Regions from separate parts of the Hordeum vulgare genome. Here all the other regions are linked to region 1. Evidence: chromatin contacts called from public Hi-C data. All regions are on one chromosome and are shown on one strand. Each heading gives the region's core, a stretch centred on a gene start, on an enhancer-like site or on the middle of the called end of the contact. The rest is flanking DNA. Distances are from core to core; before and after follow the strand shown.

Region 1 (3,446 bases), core at 494-2,993:
GATCATGATCTGTGGGGGGCAGGCAGGTCCAAACTGCGCCCAGGTTTCGTTCGTGAGGAATGTAATCGACCGAGCTGTGAGTCGAATTTGTTTCTCTTGGGGCAACTGCTTGGAGATCAACCTTGGAAGGAAGGCCACTGCGCGTAAACAATTAACCAGCGCACGAACATGCTTGGTCGTCACTGTTGCGTGCGACCCATGATTGGGGGGTTCAAATTTTCGCGTCAAGTTGGCGATACGAAGCGACAACCAGAAGCAACGGCGAGCGGATCACGTGTGGGTTGGACGCAAGCGGCGGCCGTCGACGCCTGGCTTCCCCCGCCCGCCCTGCCTCCATCCTTCCTATCTGGCCCGGGGGCCCACCTTGATTACACCCCACGAGGCCACGAGCTTAATCATGATTAGTCCAGCGCAACCCTTGTGTTAGTTCGTTCTCTTTTTTTTTCCTGCGAAATTGGTTCATTCTTCTTACTAGCAGTCTAGCACAAAAAAAAGGCAGAATTATTAATAATTTTTTTCCTTTTGGTTTGTTGATGACGAGTTTAGTTATGTTATATTGCTGCTGAATACTGAGAAGCAAAAAAATTGCTACAGGTTTCTTTCTGAAGACGCACGACTTCCTGCAGCCGCTGGAGAAGCCGGCGGCGTCGGCACCGTCCGGCGCGGACAGGCAGCAGCAGCAGCAGCAGCAGGCGACGACGACGAAGCACGCGCTACCCGGCGGCATCGGCACGTTCAGCGTCAGCCAGCAGGCGCCCGGAGCCGCCGGACCGCAGCCGTCCGCCGCCGCCGCCGCGGTGGTGGTCGTCAAGCCCGAGCCGCCGCCGTTCGTGCTCTGGGGCCAGCCCACGGCATCACAGCCACCGAGAGCGCAAGGTTAGCACGTGTAGCCTTTAGCCGATGATCATCTCTCTCTCTCTCTCTCTCTCCGGCCGTCGTTGCCCGTGAGCTCTGGTGAAAGCCAGCGGTTGTAGATGCTGCTACGCCTCCGGGTCCGGGGCCGGGCCTCTGCTTTCCGGTCGTCGATCGACGTCGACGTGCCGGGCGCACGCAGGCACGCACGCACGTGGATCACGTCGTCTTCCCCCTCTCACCACGTCAGTGCGCACAGCTCAGTACCTACCTACCTACCGTGTGCTGTAGCCGCTGGCATGTCTCCGTGACACCCTTCCCTCCGTAGTCGCACTTTTGCTACGTGCAGCACTCCTTTTTTTTCTTCCGACAGAGAGGACGAGGTACAAGCTGGGCCTCCCTGTGTGGGCCGGGATAATGGGTCGTCGGAAAGGGGGCCTACGGCCCGTGCAACTGATGAGCCTGTCCTTGCACCCCACGTGAACAGCCGGTTTTCGGCCCAATAGCTATCCTTCTGCTGCTACACGCACGCCGTCCGTCCCCACAAATCCTGGGCGTTCCCAGTGGCGTGTGGGCCACTTTTTTTTTTTCTGCTTTGTTCCGTGTCGCTGTTGGGTAAAGGGCCGGGAACGAGAGCTAAAGGAGTCCCTGTCTCTGTCGTCCACCTTGCAGTTGCAGGCCACAACCACCACCAGTGGTCGCTCCCCTTCGCCGGCGCCGGGCAGGCGGCCACCGCGTCCAGGAAGCACCCGGTGGAGAGGAAGCGGCGCGGCGGCGGAGGGTTCATGGACTCCGGCTCCAGATCCAGCGGCGGCGCCGGCTTCGACGACGACGACGGCCTCGCCGCGCGCCGCGAGGTCTCCTCCTCGCTGCAAGGTACCGCAATTCCGATATAACCCACGAGCAATTTCGTTCTCGGGAGCGCGCAGGCTTGTCCATCCCGATTGCTTCTGTTTCTGTTTTTTTTTTCTTCTTCTGTTTCGTTTTTTGCTAGAAAGCCCCCATTTTTGTACTCTCAGGGGAGGCAGTGTTCGTGTAGAGTGGAAACGGAGGAGTTGGCGCGAGCTGATGGCGATGGAGGCGCGGTGCGTGCGGCCGTCGCACGTCCACCAGCTCCACGCCCACCTCCTGGTCTCTGGCCGCCTCCTCGGCGGCTCGCCGGGGCTTGCGCTCCTGCTGCTGCGCGCTGCCTGCCGCGTCCGTCCGTCCCCGTGCCTCCGTCCCCTCGCCCACCATCTGCTCGACCACGTTCCCCGCCCGCCCCCGCACCTTCTCCACGCTGCCTCCCGCCTCGCGTTCCGCCTCCGCCTTACTTCCCTCGCGCTCCGCCACTACCTCGCTCTCCGTGCGGGCCACCCGGCCTTCCTCCCGCCGGCTGCTGCCATTGGCGATGTGCTCAAGTCTGTCCCTGGCCGCGTAGCCCATGCCCACGGGTTACGTCTGACTGACGGAGACACGCGATTCCTACATAATTCACTCATCCCCATGTACTTTTCCTGCGGGGATGCCGGCCGTGCTCGCCGTGTGTTCGATGGAATGCGTGACTGCGAAAGGGACGTTGTCTCCTGGACCTCTCTCATCTCCAGGCTCGTGCAAAGTGGCAGTCCCTTGCAAGCGTTGCGGCTGTTTGCAGCGATGATGTGCTGTGATGTCCGTCCTGATTTTGTGCTGCTCGTCACAGTCCTCAAGGCGTACATGGAGCTTGATGACTTGCCAGGTGCCCAATCAGCTCATTCCTTGGTAGTCAAGGGTGGCTTTGATGATGAACAAGATGTTGTGACCACGCTGACGGCCATGTATGCCAAGTTTGGCTGCATCGTGGCTGCAAGGGCACTCTTCGACAGGATCCCGCCCCCACGGGTAAATGTGATCCTGTGGAATGCCATGATATCTGGTTACTCGAAGAATGGGCTTGCCAGCGAGGCAGTGCATTTGTTCAAGCAGATGCAGGTGTTTGCAAGGAGCATGAGCCCTGATTCTGTCACATTGCGGTCGGTGATCATGGCATGTGCTCAGCTCGGCTCCACCGAGCTTGCAGTATGGATGGAGGATTATGTACGCCGCAGTGAGTGCAGGGAGGATGTTCTCGTGAACACAGCGCTGATTGATATGTACGCTAAGTCAGGGAGCATTGCCCATGCACGCAGAGTCTTTGAACAGATGCATGCCCAAGAGCGGGATGTTGTAGTCTGGAGTGCATTGATCTCAGGTTATGGGGCGCACGGCCATCTCGCTGAGGCCGTTGGCCTGTTTGAGGACATGAAGCTCGCAGGGGTGAAACCAAATGATGTGACTTTCTTGGGGCTTTTGTCAGCATGCAACCATGCGGGTGCTGTGGAGAAAGGGTGGTTCTACTTTCATTCCATGAAACCCGACCACAAGATCGAGCCTCGACACCAGCACTATGCTTGTGTGGTCGACCTGCTTGCTCGTGCTGGTCAGCTTGACAGAGCTTATCGATTTATACTTGACATGCCCATCAAGCCAGAGATGAGTGTGTGGGGTGCCTTACTTCACGGTTGCAAGATGCACGAGCACTCGAACATGGCCATGGCTGAGAGGGCAGCACAGCACATCTTTGAGTTGGAGCAATC
Region 2 (3,193 bases), core at 86-2,585, 310 kb before region 1:
TCTAGATTCCACATCTTCACTTAATCAATAACCGTACATCCCAGGCAGGACAGAAGACTGTAAATCTCAACTTCATTCATGTAGTATCATCATTCGATACAAATATTTATAATTTCAGAACACAATTCACAAAAAGAAGGCTAGCTCCCACTCTTGGCAGGAATAGAACAATCGAAACTGTAAACAGCTGCTCATAACGAAAAATAATCCTTATGCTCATGATTCATGACTGCGTACGATAAACTTTTTTTTAGTTCATAAGAGAAGATATCGCCTTATCCTGGGCTAATAAAAAAATATCATAAGGACCACTTGCATAGCAGAAGAAACAGTAGTAGATCTGCAGGCAGTGGTTGAGAGCAAATAGTTGTTCCTAAACTAATCTCAGTCGGTATAGTTCACTAGCCATAGGTAGATCTAAAACTTCAGAGTTTCATCACTGAACCCACAAATATCCCTCACCAAAACATACACAGCAAAACAATCGGTCGTACCCAGATAAAAACAAGCTAGTCAGAATTATAGCGGAAAAAGGTCCCTCCTCGCTGCATGTATCAAATTGTTCAGATCAACTAGATGGTTTGACAACACTACTGTAGTAGGGAAACGGACAAAGCATGAGCTCGGATAAAACCTCGCAGCAGCGCATCCCACACGATCCTACTAACTTGACAGGATAAAATTCGTGAGTAAACAGCTTAAACATACGAACCGCGCATGGATCCTGCGTGTTCCCAATCGATTGGACGAACCACCAAATCCCACGCATTTCGACTGAAAAAAAAAACCCGAAAAAGTAACAGAGGACACAGCACCAGGCACGCATCGCAAGCATTCTCAAATCCTTCCGCAACTCAGAATCAGAACCTAAGAGACCCAAACCCTCAGACGATGGCTCGGAGATCGGGCGCTGAACCGAACACGAGAGCAAAACAAGGCGAAATCTCCAGCCGATGCACATTTCTGTAGGAGCGGCACACGCAGCTCCAGTTTCCGCACTATCCCCGACAGGCTACAGCGTCCATCCCACTCACTGTCCCAGCGCGAGCCGAGGCCGAGGTTGCAGGACTCACCGGCGGGGCGGATCTGGGCGCAGCTCGAAGGCGGGGAACGGGGCGGAGCGACGCCGCCACCTCCTCCTCCTCGGGCGGCCGGGCGAGTCGCCGGCGCAGATCCGACGGCGGGCGGCCGCGCCGTACGCCTCCTCCTCCTCCTCCCCGCGGTGGCGCGATTCGTTTGTCCTTTTCCGGGTATAATTTATTTTTCCTCCGCCTTGCTCACTGGGGGTGTGGCTTAACTCGAGGTAGACCAGAGGGACGGGTTAATCTAGTACTCCCGTGGTTAAGCCGACCCCTTCGCGCCTCTCTTATAGCCAGCCACATTTGCGGTTTAGCCCCTCCGAAATGGAGCTATTACGTGGGATGGAGTTTGCGGGGGTCTTGCCTCCTGGGGTCACGACAAGAAATTTTGCCACTTGCGCATTGTTGTACTACGTCGCTGCTTTGGATCACTCAAGGGGGTGGTGTACTGTATTTATGAGTCTGTTAGAGAGTGTGTATGCGCTGGCTCGCGTGATCATCTGAGCTACTCCCTCATTCCTAAATACTCCATCTGCCTACATATATAAAAAATAAAGATATCACTACGAACTGCTTCCTTCATTTCAAAATAAGTGACTTAAAAATAACTCAGTTTTAAATTAAATTTAGTAAAAAGTAGAGTTACTTTTGAGTCATTTATTTTGGGACGGAGTGAGTACATATAAATGTATATAGATATATTTTAAAATATAAATTTATTTATTTTGGTATGTATATATATTTTTCTATACCTAAATAATTGTAGTTGAAAATGACTAGTCTAATTCTTTTCAACTATAATTATTTAGATACATGGAAAGTATTTTATATTAAAACATCTATAAAGACTTATATTTAAAACGAAGGATGTATAAGTCTTGTATACGAGATTTCACCAGAGACTACATACGAATCTATATAAACATACTTTAGAGTGTAGATTCATTCATTTTGCTTAGTATGTAGTAGAATATCTTAAAACATTTATATTTGTGAGGGAAAGGAGTATGATCCAATTTTGTGTATTGTGTTATGCCATGTGGTTGCATTTAAAAAAAAAATCAGGCCTTTTTTATGATATTCTTTCAATGGTACGGTGTGTCCGTGAAGTATGAGGCGTTTGTAGTAACTTTATCAATCTTAAAATATAATGATCTAGTCTCTCGAAGATGCCCACATGGATTTGTGTGTGTGTGTTTCGTAGCGATGCTTATGTGTTTGTCTATGTGATCATTTGCGCCTTTGTGCTTATGAAATAAAAATATTTTAATGTGTTATATAATTAGAATGGCATTGGCTCGTACTCTATTGATGCATTAGAATTTTACAAACAAATTAATTGAGCGTAATATTTCAATGTTTGTTTTGTCCCATTCCTTAAGCGACCATGTTTGTATTTTTTGGCAGGTTAAGTTTAATGGATATTGTGGTTGTTTGCTTGGATTGGGATTCGTTATTGAGTACCACATCATAATTTTCTCTATTACTACCTCCATTCTTCAAGGTAAGGCATATTTTGTTTTGGTAAGACATATACTTGACCAATTGACCGACGATTACGTTTAGACACTCCATAAATACAAGGTTATATGACATAAAATTAGTCTCATTGGATTCGTATTTAAAAGTACTTTGTGTATGATAGTGATTTTGCATCACATAAATCAAATGTTAAAAGGACAATTGTTGATAAAAGTCTTGTCTTAACGAAACGAAATACACCCTATTCATCATAACAGAGAGGGTATGTTTTACAACCCTCAACTTTATTGAGAGAATGACAGGCGCAACCACAAACATCAACCCATTTATGGACCACATTCCTTCAAGATGGTCTCTGAATATGCATTTTCATAAAGTCGTTGTCTTGTTTATGTGTTGTTCCTAGTGTGGTCTCTTTTAAAAACGTTAGTTTGTTAAACTTAATTTTTTTAAAGTGAGTTAGTTCGGGGTATTTTGGCGTAGAATTAACTATATAATTTCTGAAAGCTTAGAATTAACTATCTGTCACCCAAACCATGTGCCGGTACCCATTCCAAATCCATAGATACTTGCTAGTGCAACATGGCTGTCACAAAACTGGACTTCCTGCATGGGAATATGTTCAACTACCA
Region 3 (3,343 bases), core at 296-2,795, 430 kb after region 1:
TCATCTTGCACCACCCCACGACGTCGTCGCCTTCGAGCACGACGTAGGGTTGGGATGGACGACAAATGAAAATGTGTTGTCTTGGTGAACTCTATCGCATATTCACATCAATGTCGTAAGCGGTGGCACGCGGGTTAATTTTGAGCAAGATGAGGGGGTTGTATGCAAAATGTTTGCCACGGGCGCGAGAGGGGTACGTCTCGGTAGCACGACGCTCCGTAGAGGGGGCGTATGGAGAACCATATTTTTTTATCTATTTCGTGTATAAAGATTGTGTTGAGGAAATTTTCAAATAGAAGGGTTAGTGAGGTGTGTGCCCGCAAGTTAAAAGGACAAATCGGGGCAGACGAGAAACCATAGTCGTCGTCGCCAAGAGAACCAATCTTTAGGCACCGTTTTCGGCGGCTCTCCTCCGCCGATGACCTCTTGGCTCGTCGGTCGTGAGAGGGGTCGTGAGATCCCATGCACGCGGATCGTTTTTTGCTTTGGGTTTAGGGCCCTAGTAGCTTAGGTTTTGGATCGTCCAATGTCTTGGCTTCGACGGCAGCGAGGGCGATGCTGAATAAAGAAGCTCCAAATTCTTCTCCGGCGAGGCGATCGTCTTTATGGTCGATGATGGATTTGGGAACCAGTGTGTTCAAGTGAGGATATCGTGGCAGCGACGGCATTCTTGTGGTGGACTTGTGTCATCGGGCTCTGTCATTGCGACGGTGTCTGTTGCAGCGTCGGCGTGGAGCTTGAGAGGTAGTCCAGGAGCGGATGCATATTGTGGTATGCATCGATGATATCTGGAACATGAAACGTATGATGGATTCGTGGTTGATGGATGACACGTATGGTTTCCTCCTCCCGCGTCATAGTCGTGGCGGAGTGTTAGATTTGGAGTTCCATGGCGTGTCCAGGGTGTTGCCCCGATCAGATTCTTTCAACGACAATGGCTTCATCTTTGGTGAGCCACATTGAAGGTCCGCAAGGCTGTATATCATCGATGAAGTCGCGTCGAGCTCGGGTAAGGAAGTGATCTGTCAGTTTTTTCTTTGGTGACTATTGTGGTGGTGCCGAAGGCAGATGACGGATGTTGATATCAAGCTCAACAAATTTTACTATCTTTTTAGTTTTATCATATCAGTCTTTACATGATTTATAATTTAATATTTATGACATAAATAAGATACGTATTATCGTAAAAAATGTAAGGACAGACCGTATAATTTTTTTGAGAAAAATGGGTGCTACTCGAGAGAAGAGACCGGTAACGAGAAAGGAGGGAGGCACGGCGAAAGCGACCCATACTTGCACCTAACAACCTTTTTGACAGTTCAAAATTAAAAAGAAAAACAGTTCCTGCGGTGGCCGACACGTCGTAGGTTCCCCATATTTTCCCCAGGCGGAATGTTGCTCGACGGCGACACGACTGCGAAGCATTTACTCATCCTCAACGAAAAACGTTTTTAAAAACAAATACGAAGTGGAGTAAATCCCAGAACAAAATCCCCCAGGTAGGCCGGTATCGGGCATAGCCCACCCCACCCCGCGGGTCCACGACGCAGGCACGAGTGCAGTGGTAGCAGCGCACTCCGTCATAGAACCGGTCCACCACGCCCGCAGTCCACTCCCAGCGCCGCCCGTCCCTCCGCCGCCGCCGCCGCCGCCGCCGGAGAAGACCAAGATGGCCGAGAAGACGGCGGGCCCGGCCTCCAGGTCCAGGATCCGGGGCGGGCTCGCCCCCTCCGCGCCCTCCTCCAGGTCCCATTGCCCTCGATCTGCATTTCCGCCCGGGGCCCCGTTTGAAATTTCCTTCCGGGGTCTGCTCGGGCCGTCCTTGACTCTATTTTCCCCCCGTGTTTCTCGGTGCAGGAGGGTGGTGTCGATGGCGTACACGGCGGCTCCGCATCAGGCCAAGAAGGTGAGCGAGAGGAGAGGCCTCCTTGACCCCGCTCTAAATCTCCTTTTCAAGCAGCTTTTAGCTTTCCGAATCGCTTCTTTGTCTAGCTCCGCAAATGCTGGGTTCTTGGGTGCTCAAAGCCTGAGCCTGTCCTTGGAGGCGAGGAGCGTCGGCATTGTGCTCCTGCAAGGCCCGGTGTGAATGGACACCAGCAGCAGGAAACTGTCCTGAAACAGTGCTCACTGCACCTGCCAAAACTAGATACGCGCGCTTGTTAGTGGTGGTTGTTACTGTTTGTACTGGTGGTTTTGATCTATGCCAACATCTACCACATGTGCAGGTTCCTGAGCCAAAGGTTGTCAAGCCAACCAGAACCACGCCCGCCAAGAGGCGGCAGCAGCCGGATCAGGGGCAGAAGCAGAGGGAAGAGCGCGCTGCTCTGCAGGAGCAGCTCAGTGGCCTGCAAGACAAGCTGCTTGAGAAGGACGAAGCTCTGCGGTCCGCGGAGAACTTGATTGGCAGGGTCAGTGCCGCGAACGAAGCGGTCGACGAATTGAGAAGCCAGCTTAATGACAAGGAATCGCTGGTCGAATCTACTGGCTCCGAGTTGCATTGCGCAAAGGTATACTGGACTCTCTTGGTACTTTTGGCACATCGCTGCAGTTTATATTTGTAGAGCACTATTTTACTGCTTAACCAGTTACACGGCGCCTTCATTGAGGAAAAAACCATCCTAGCACCACATTACTGCTTCATGTAAAATTTACACTGACGAAGATGATTGCTATTAGACACTACTCATTTAGACGACAAAGTTTGCCTCTCTTTCTTTTGTCTCTGCGCTGTATCTGTATGTGTCCTCTGATATAAAAGGCGATGTGTCTTAAGTAATATCTCATTCGAAAACAATCAGAAAATGATGCAGTTACATATACAAGTGCACATCATGTTTTGTGAGCCTATAGTCATTCCACTTTAGTTGCCCTGTCGTGTACCATCTGTTTTTGATTTGATTGAACTGAACTGAGGAAAGAAACTTAATATGCTGATTTGAGGTTCTACCTGCGCTGCTGCTCGGCATTCAATGCTAAGTAGAAATGGCCATGCTTTCATGTATCTAACAAGGACAGACGGAACTATGGATTTTAAGCTTTATTTGCCTTTTTTTAGAAAACCTCATACATCTACTTGATTAGTAATATATGTTTCTCTCATTGCGTTTCAGTACCATGCTAAAGATGCTTATGTGTCTTTAAGTCTCTTTTAATGTTGAACAATAGATTCTAAAGAAGAAGAAACGGAGCAAAATGCCAACACGATTCTTTCTATTTGAACTAACCCGTACTGTCTACAGTGCTCGACGGGAGTATCGATTTTGCTACTTTCGGCTTGTGCATTCATGATTGTCTGTGTCACAAAAGACTTCCATGTCTTCTATCTCTGCATCATAAAAGTACA

What was found. A called contact is a pair of places that touch in the nucleus more often than the background predicts.
Region 2: a contact with region 1 is called in a Hi-C map of seedling, with 3 times the contacts expected there. The contact joins the promoter of LOC123399089 here to the promoter of LOC123452213 in region 1. A contact is called at or near these places in 5 of 6 Hi-C or Micro-C datasets (leaf, seedling and an unstated tissue).
Region 3: a Hi-C map of seedling shows a contact between it and region 1, with 4 times the contacts expected there. The contact joins the promoter of LOC123399128 here to the promoter of LOC123452213 in region 1. A contact is called at or near these places in 2 of 6 Hi-C or Micro-C datasets (leaf and seedling) and 1 of 1 datasets of contacts at active chromatin or transcription factors (embryo).

What each region holds. Positions count from the first base shown.
Region 1 is chr5H:470,984,205-470,987,650 of MorexV3_pseudomolecules_assembly, forward strand. It overlaps LOC123452213 (pentatricopeptide repeat-containing protein At3g12770-like), which reads left to right and starts at 1,744. Exons shown (of 1, transcript XM_045128823.1): 1 at 1,744-3,446. The coding sequence starts at 1,744. It overlaps LOC123399101 (transcription factor BIM2-like), which reads left to right. Exons shown (of 11, transcript XM_045093523.1): 3 at 595-876.
Region 2 is chr5H:470,678,827-470,682,019 of MorexV3_pseudomolecules_assembly, forward strand. It overlaps LOC123399089 (phosphatidylinositol 4-kinase gamma 5-like), which reads right to left and starts at 1,336. Exons shown (of 2, transcript XM_045093510.1): 1 at 1,074-1,336.
Region 3 is chr5H:471,413,097-471,416,439 of MorexV3_pseudomolecules_assembly, forward strand. LOC123399128 (protein MICROTUBULE BINDING PROTEIN 2C-like) reads left to right here and starts at 1,546. Exons shown (of 5, transcript XM_045093552.1): 1 at 1,546-1,746; 2 at 1,858-1,906; 3 at 2,226-2,507. The coding sequence starts at 1,670.